Linked DNA regions of Sus scrofa: region 1 is linked to region 2. The links are chromatin contacts, called in public promoter capture Hi-C maps. All regions are on one chromosome and are shown on one strand. The core of a region is the stretch at or near the end of the contact, and the rest is flanking DNA. Distances in the headings are between cores, read along the strand shown.

The links. Promoter capture Hi-C pulls out the DNA fragments that hold promoters and counts their contacts.
Region 1: a promoter capture Hi-C map of fetal liver shows a contact between it and region 2, with 2.6 times the contacts expected there. The contact joins the promoter of ROCK1 here to the promoter of USP14 in region 2. A contact is called at or near these places in 2 of 5 promoter capture datasets (fetal liver and liver), 4 of 47 Hi-C or Micro-C datasets (brain, embryonic fibroblasts, heart right ventricle and 1 more) and 1 of 2 datasets of contacts at active chromatin or transcription factors (alveolar macrophages).

The regions. Positions count from the first base shown.
Region 1 is chr6:106,312,610-106,316,898 of Sscrofa11.1, forward strand. ROCK1 (rho-associated protein kinase 1) reads right to left here and starts at 2,389. Exons shown (of 33, transcript XM_005653400.3): 1 at 1,347-2,389. The coding sequence starts at 1,439.
Region 2 is chr6:106,137,728-106,142,493 of Sscrofa11.1, forward strand. USP14 (ubiquitin carboxyl-terminal hydrolase 14) reads right to left here and starts at 1,990. Exons shown (of 16, transcript XM_021096159.1): 1 at 1,387-1,990. The coding sequence starts at 1,975.

The sequences.
Region 1 (4,289 bases), core at 1,139-3,638, 180 kb after region 2:
CATCTTAAGAGTTACAGAGATTCTTCTTAGAAAGACATGTCCTAAATTCTTCCACTTCTCTCATTCGATAAAATGTTCTCAATTGTATTAAGCATTAACCCTCCTTTTTGTTTCTCAATATGAAGAGCATGCACAACGTGGGTGAGACATTTCAAACATAAAGCCCACAGTTTATTTCAGTCAAGGATGCTCAGAGTAATTTAAAAAGCTGTGGGGAGAAACTTTCATGTAGAACCATACACATTAGAAAACATACACAGGTATTTGGGAGTAACTGAAATGTATGTTAATTTTAAATGATCTACATCATTTCCCTGATTCAAGATGAGATTTTAAAATATTATTTCTCTGGAGTGGAATTATTTAGTTCACTTAATTCTAATCCCAAATATTGTGTACATCTAACACCTATCCCTGAGAAGGTTGTAAATCACTATTCATATACATACTCTTTGCAACCTTAGAGATTATATGGTTGTGCATGGACCAATAGAACTATTATATAACTTTTAGTTGTTCAGTAAAATAAAAAGAAAAACTTCCTTACAGATGGTTTCCAACTATTACTATTAGGGGAAATTGACAAAACTTAAGAATTCCAATTATCTACAATTAATTGTTCATGCTATAAACCACTGAAGAATTTTTAAAATCGTGTTTTGGCCTTTCATATCATAAAAACTTCTTTAGAATGTTTCAAAAGACATAATGTTAACAGGTACAACACTACCAAAAAAAGGGCAGTTATGATAAAATATCTGTGCAGGACTTCTGTAATCAACAATATTGTAAAAGACTTTAATGTGATGACCTATCATCAGTTATCTTGGATTTTTACACTTAGTAGTCCAGCAAAAAAGTTCTCTCAGACTCAAATCACCTATGACACTTTGGCTCAAAAATCACTTCCTCAATATAGATTCTATATTGTCACAAGTCTAAAAATTAAACCCTTAAGGAGGTAAATCGCTGAAAATGGAAAACAGTCTTTTCCAATCTTACTGTCAAACCGATCAGAAAGATTAATATTACTAAAATCGCCAATCAACAAACTATACACATAGTAATAAGCTGGACGGGGTAACTATGATGCCTGCAAGTTTATTAAGTGTCTTTTGTGTAATGATGAACTGAGTCAGAACTACAAGTTGAGAGAGTAGTTAGTACAATGATAAACAGGGCCACAGCACGAGATTTTAGTGGTACTCCAATATTCTTCACAAACACCACCAGATTTTGGTGTTTTCCACACCTGAATTTTTCTTTTGCCGATAACCAGACTGAAAGCAAGAGGAAGGAAATAAACAGAGAACCTCAGACAAGCAAAAGAGAACTGGGCTACTCACCAGCAAACAATCTGAATTCACTTCCGATTTGGGATCCCGCAGCAAGTTGTCGATTTTTTCAAACCGAGTCTCAAAACTGTCCCCAGTCGACATGTTGCTGCTACTGTGACAATACCCTCGTACCAGCACAAGCAGCGGAAAGCAATTTCAGCCAACTTCCTCCGGCGGTGGGTTCGCGGCCGCCGGGCGGAGGAGCCGGAACTCCAGGGTCACCAGGTGCGCGCGGTCCCCCTCCTCCCCCTCACTAAGGGGATCTCCGCTCTCCAGACCCCGGGCCGGGGGCGACGGCGACCCACAGCCGCTCGGATGCCCAAAGTAGCATCCCACCCGGCAGCCCCTCACGACAGCCGACAGCGCCGTCGCCACCAGACTTGTCGCTCCAGGCAAATGCTTCAGCCTAGCGGGCCCCGGCCGCCTTGGCCATGGAGAGTTCCCGGTCCCGAGATGGGCAGGAGGGGGTAGAGAAAGAGAAGCAGGGTGGAGACTCCTCCGGGCAGCAGGGGAGGGAGAGGAGGAAAGGCGAAAGCGAAGGGCGGGTGCGGAGCCGTGCCAGCTGCCGCCGCCGCCGCCGCCTGGGCCCCCGGCCGGGCCCGCTCCGTTCTGAGGCGCTGGAGGCGGTCTAGCCCTGCATCCCCGGCACCACTTGGCCCGGCCCGACGCACCGACCCGCGCCGGCCAAGAGCTGGTCCCCGAGGGATAGCCTCACTCTCCCATTTTGTCCTGGCGCTGCTGGGGCTGCTGCTGTGGCGTCCGGCGGGGCAGGGCGAGGTCGGTGCCCGATGGAGACTTAGGAGAGGACAGGCTGGAGAGCGGCCGGTAAAGGAGATGAGAGTCGGGTCCCGGCGGCTGCTGCTGGGGGAGCTCCTGGGAGGTGCTGCGGCCCCGGCTGGGGAAAGGGCGAGTCGCGACGGCGAACGCTTTGGGGGGTGGGGCGATGGGGGCCGTGAGGGACTAATATGTCCGCCTTCCTGTTCAAACAAACGGAGACCGCCGGCGTAGACTGCGCATGCGGGGCGCGGACGTTCGGAAGGGGAACCGGGCCTGCCTCGCGCGCGCGCGCGCGCGCGCACTCCGGCGCCTCCGCAGGGCCGGGCGGGGCTGGGTTGGGCGGGGCCGGACGGAAGGCGTGGCGCACCCCGGGCTTCGCGGGCGGGCGGGGTAGGCTGGCAGCCGTGAGGAGCCGACCGGGTGCGGCAGGCAGCGTAACCCTCTCGCCGGCAGGCTCTAGGGAGCCACGCAGCGCTTAGGAAGCGGCTGTGAGAGTCCGGGCTGGGGAGGAGCTCTTGCTGCCTCTAGTCGCGTCCTGGCCGCTGCCTCAGCTCCGCTTCCTTTGGGCTGCAACCGTCGGGTGAATTCTGGCAAGAAAGAAAGGGTGCTTGTTATTGTTATTTTGGAGCTAAGTGGGTTTTTGTTTTTGTTGTCGTTTGTTTCTTGTTTTAAGGGCAAATACCTTTCCGCCGGCAGGCATCAGCATTTTGGCACCACCGGTTTCAGGTCTTCAGTAGTACTGAGTGAACTCCACATGGTTTAACTCGCCTGTGCTTCCATGGGAAAATTACGAAGCAATGCAGTTCATAACCCTCCTAAACCGAGCGTGTGTGTCAGGGGAGCATTAAAATATTGACTCCGGAAGATCTAGTCAGTAGAAATCAAACTCAGTTTAGTTTAAAAAACAAGCCAAATAATAATTATAATCTCGTAGGAAAAATCCGTATTTTTAAGTTAATGTTACTAGTTGTCCTACACCATTGTAGTTCACTTATTGATGCGTAATCCTGACGTTTCAATTTCAAAACATTCAGTGAAACTTGGAATTGTGATTTTACCAGACTAAAGTAGAACGTGAAAATAATGGGCATGTCCTCTTAAATAAGTTGCGTCATTGACTGTACTGAGAGAGTGAGACTGTTCCCCAATCTGCTGATAAAGTTATGTTCCTCACTGCTTTCAGCAGGAAATCTACCGTAATTCGTATGTAGTCAATCTTTAGTTTTGCTCATAGGTCAAATGAAGTATTGCCAGAAATAAAAAATGTAAATGTTTTATCCCACACTGGAAAATGCTGCAGATGAACCAATTGTCTTTGTATGTAAAAATCACTGTGCAGCGTCTGAACAGTTCACCAACTTTCTGAAGTGAGTCAGGGTTTAGGAAAAGTTATATTATTTGAAAAATGTCTCTTCTCTTTTCATTGCATTAGATACAAGAAATAGATGTAAAATCCACTGTATAAATCAAGATAGGAAGTCCTCACAAGAATCATATCAAAAACAACTAGATGGGGAGTCCCCATTATGGCTCAGTGGTTAATGAATCCGACTAGGAACCATGAGGTTGTAGGTTCCCTCCCTGACCTTGCCCAGTGGGTTAAGGATCCGGCGTTGCTGTGAGCTGTGGTGTAGGTCACAGACGAGGCTCGGATCCCTTGTTGCTGTGGCTCTGGTGTGGGCCAGCAGCTACAGCTCCGATTAGACCCCTAGCCTGGGAACCTCCATATGCCGCAGAAGTGGCCCTAGAAATAGCAAAAAGACAAAAAAAAAAAAAACCTAGATGGAATTCAGGTATTTCATTAAATGCTTTTGCAGTGACTTTTCTTGGTTCCAGTGTTTTAAGCCAGTCATGTGAATTAAATTTATTTTTAAGCGTAGGGCTTAAAATAAATCTGGCAGTTGCCTTAGAATAAATTTTCTAAACCCTGCTTGTCCTTTTTTATTACCATTTTTAGGTAGTCTTAGGAATTTTGTTTTTTTCTCAGAGAACTGTGAGCATTATGCTGCTTTCCACTTAGACACATGAAAAAATGCAGCTAAGACAATTCATGAGTGGCACTGATAAGTGGGACTGAAAATCAGTCTAGCAAAGCTACCAGAAATATATGTGAGGCCTGTTTTACTGATCCACAAGGCTATTCTGATTATTGTAACCTATGCGGTGTCTTTTACA
Region 2 (4,766 bases), core at 740-3,239:
CGTTAGCTTTCTACCAGACCCAAAAATGTGTTAACTTTTATGGTACTTATCCTTAACCATAAAAGAGTCTGGACATTTAATTTTCTTTCTACTAAAAATTTTCTACTAAAACAGTACTAAAAATGTTTGTAATTTAATGTATGACTCTTCACAGAACCTGAAAATGTAGATTCTCAATATGGAGATGTTAAAGGAAGAAATCTGAGAAATTTAATTCAGTTCCCTCATTATGGAAATGAGGATAAGATCTGATTAAATACATATAATAGAACTCAAATTTTAAGATAGAAAGTTTGGGGAATATATGCATTTTTTAAGGGGAACAGCGACAGGGACTGGATCATTGTGTGTGGGTCTACCAGTGTGTTTTAAGTAGTAGCATACACTGATACTTACTGCCCTTAATTAATGCCCCTTCAACTCTATATTGCATAAACGGAATATTTAAAGTACCATTCTACTGTTAACTGCTGTGGCTTTAAAAGAGATTTAATATTAAAGTATTAAATTCGAGACTCTAGAACATCAGGAATCCACCCCAAGTTTAAACACTATTGTTTTATGTTATTCTTTGAAAATGCTGAATCTTCAATAAAGAACTCATGATAGACTGTCAAGGATGGCCAACGAATCACATATCCTCAGCCAACTGGAACCACCACATATATTTTAGGTGCCATTTTGAATCAGACCAGGAGACAGCAAGATCCATTAACTGGTAAAAACGGGATCTCTTGCCCACACCTTAGACTGTCATCATGCAAAAAAACCCGGTCAAATGCCAATCAAAAGGAAAACACGCTCGCGGATATTTGTATTCCTTTACTTCCGAAAGCTGTGCATCGGACAAAGAAGAGCAATACAATGTATGACGAAATGAAAACGAAGCAAAAAGTCCGTAATCCACCTCGGGATAAAATTGAAATTGGTACAAAAAAGGCGGATGAACTTAAAGGCAGGAAAGGGTAAGCGAAGGAAGGCTACTGAGGAAGGAGAGCCTCACATCCCAGGTCCCTCCATCACTCCCTTGCCTCAGACTTCCCCTCCTTGCCGCTCCCTTCCACGGCTACCACTGAAGAGCCTAGGAAATGCCACAGCACCTCCAGCCTGGTCTCCGGGGTCCAGGGACACACCCTCACCTTTCGACGAACGCGAGTACAGCGACAGAAACTATTCTGCAGAGTCACCACTCTTGGAGAGGCCGACGTTCGCTGCTTCCCCACCTCCCCGCGCGCTCCCACCCTACCCACCCGGCGGCCCAAGCCCCACGAGGCTCCCTCGCGTTGCAGGGAGCCAAAAAGGGGCCGGGGTCAGCTCCACACTGCAGCCTCCCACCCCGTGCTCGGAGGGCGCCCGCCCTGCTGGCCAGGCCTACCAGAGGCCTACCCCGTGGCGGAGGTGCGGGGCGCGAGGCGAAGAGGGCGCTCACCGGAGTAGAGTGGCATGGCGAGGCGCGTAGGGAGGCGGCGGCGTGGGAAGGCTGGGTCTGGCAAGGGCGGCCAAGGGAAAGGGAGGCGAAGTAGCTGTGGCGGCGGCCGAGGCGGAGGCGCGGCGGTGGCGGCAGACGCGGTGCGACGAAAGACTCATTCAAACCGGCCACTGGCGATGACGCAGCAATACGCAGCTTGCCTGCCGAGCCACGGGGCGACTGGGAGGCGACGAGGCGGGGCCTGGAGGTGGAGAGAAAAGGGAGGGGATGGCTGGGTGGGCGGGGCGCACAAGGACCTCGCGCAGCACAGGTGCGCGCCTGCGCACTGCACCCCGCCTGTGCCCCCGAGCTCCCAGCTCCACCCCGTCCCATTCCCCCCAACCCCCCACTCCCGACCCCGCCCTGCAGACCGCGGAAAGGCTGAGAACGTAGTAATTCTGCAGCAGCTTCTGAAGAAGTCCTCGGTCTTATTTCTAAATGATGGACGGTACGAGCTGGAGCTTTATTCTTGCTGTTAATGTAGTTTCTAATGCTCCGCCCCTCCATTTGGTCTACTTGTTAGGGAAAATGTCTAGCTCTTGTTTCAGAATTTTGCCACAAAAATAAATGTCAAAGTGCTTCGAATATTTCTGTCTTGTTGTAACATATTACTGTTGTTTCTAACAATGTGTTCCCTAGGTTAGTAAAGGAGTAGATACAATGCCCCTGAGTGGCTCGTGGGAGTTACTTGCAGCCCTCCACTTAATTGTCTTGGACCTGTTTCCCCAGGATGGAAAATGTGGAAACTAGACTGGAAGGTTTGTTTCTAAGGCCTCTTCATACTCTAAACTGTCCTGGTTGAGATCAGTTAAGATATTCCAGATGAATTAGAGAGGAGAGATCGAATCTGTCAGTGAACCAGGAATTTCAAAGAAATGCAACTTAAATTTGAGTTACTTTCTTGCCTAATATAGAGATTTTATAATGATCCCATATGCTGCAAAAGATGAGTTGAAGCTGTATTTCAAAACTAAAATCATCCATATTTCAAAACATTACAACCCATCTGGAGAGTGATTTCGTCAGTGTACTTCAGGAGTCTCATTCACTGGTCACTGCTTCACTACTTCCAGACCTATCCTAAAAAAGTGACCCAAAATGTAACCAAAACGACACAAAGATGCAACAGAACATTATTTAAAGTAATGTATGTAATATTAAGTGGAAAGGGTATATTGAATTTATTAAGCATTATAAGTACATAAAACCAATGGTAATAGATTCAGACTTTTCTTTTTTATTTAGTTTATTTATTTTTGGCCACATCCAGGCACGCAGAAATTCTGAGGTCAGGGATCAAACCTGTGCCAAAGCTGTTGTGCCACAAGAGAACTCCAAGGCTTTTTTATTTTTATTATTTATTTATTTATTTATTTATTTGCGTTTTAGGGCCACTCCCACGGCATGTGGAAGTTCCCAGGCTAGGGGTGGAATTGGAGCTATAGCTGCCAACCTACACCGCAGAAATCTGGCATCTGAGCCCTATCTGGGACCTGCACACAGCTCACAGCAAGCAGGATCCCTGCCCACTGAGCAAGGCCAGGGATGGCACCCTCATCCTCATGGATGCTAGTTGAATTTGTTTCTGCTTCATTACATTAGGAACTCCAACAGACTTTTTTTTTTAATTGAAGTATATTTGATTAACAATGTTGTGTTAGTTTCAAGTGTACAGCAAAGTGATACAATTATACATATAGAAGTATATTTTATTTTTCAGATTATTTTCCATTATAGATTATTACAGGCTGTTGAATAAAGTTCCCTATGCTATACACTAGATCTTTGTTATTTATTTTATATATAATAGGGCGTAGCTGTTAATCAAAAACTCCTAATTTATCCCTCCCATCCCTTTCCCCTTTGGCAACCCTAAGTTTGTTTTCTGTGTCTATGAGTCTATTTCTGTTTTGAAAATTAATTCATTTGTGTCTTTTTTAGATTCCACATACAAATAATATACGATATTTGTCTTTGTGTGACTTACTTCACTTAAGATGATAATCTCTAGTTTCATTAATGTTGCTGCAAATAGCATTATGTTATTCCTTTTTGTGGCTGAGTAATATTCCATTGTATATATGTACCACATGTTCTTTATACATTCCCTGGTGATGGACATTTAGGTTGTTTCCATGTCTTGGCTATTTTAAATTATGTGTTATGTACATGGGAGTGCACGTATCTTTTCAAATTATAGTTTCATCTGGGTATATGCCCAGGACTGGGATTGCTGGATGATATGGATGCTGCTAACTCTATTTTAGTTTGTGCTGTTTTTGTTTTTGTTTTGGGGGCGTTTTTTGGCCAGGGCACAACAAGGACAATGCCAGATCCTTAACCACTAGGCCACCAGAGAACACCTATTTTTAGTTTTTTAAGGAACCCCCATACCTTTCTCCATAAGGGTTGTACCAATTTACATTCCTGCCAACAGTATAGGAAAGTTCCTCTTTTTCCACACCCTCTGAACGTTTATTATTTGTAGGTTTTTTGATGATGGCCATTCTGATCAATGTGAGTGGATGTTTCATTGTAGTTTTGATTTGCATTTCTCAATAATAAGTGATGTTGAGCATCTTTTCATGTGCTTGTTGGACATCTGTATGTTTTTGGAGAAATGTCTATTTAGGTTTTTGCCCATTTTGGGGATTGGGTTGGGTTTTTTGGTTTTTGTTTTTGATGTTGAGCTGTTTGAGCTGTTTATACACATTGGAAATTAGTTAATTGTCAATTTCATTATTTGCAAATATTTTCTTCCATTCTATGGGTTGTCTTTTTTTTTTTTTTTTTTTTTCTTTTTCGGGCCACATCTGCAGCACATGGAAGTTCCCAGGCTAGGGGTCGAACAGGAGCTGCAGCTGCCAGCCTACACCACAGCCACAGAAACATACCAGGTCCAAGCTGCATCTTCCAATTACACCATAGCTTGCAGCACTGCTGGATCCTTAACCCACTGAATGAGGCCAGGGATCCAACCGGCATCCTCGTGGATACTAGTCTCGTTCTAAACCTGCTGAACCACAACCAAATTCATTGTCTTTTTGTTTTGTTTATGGTTTCCTTTGCTATGCAAAGGTTTTAAATTTAATTAGGTCGCATTTATTTTTGTTTTTATTTCCATTACCATAGGTGATGGATCCAAAAAAACATTCCTGAGGAAATGCCTGTTGTGGCTCAGCAGTAACGATCCTGACTGCTCATTTTGAGTTTGGAGTTACCTTTGTGGCTCAGCGCATTAATGGCATTTGTAGGCAACATGGGTGGACTTAGAAATTACCATGGTAAGTGAAGTTAG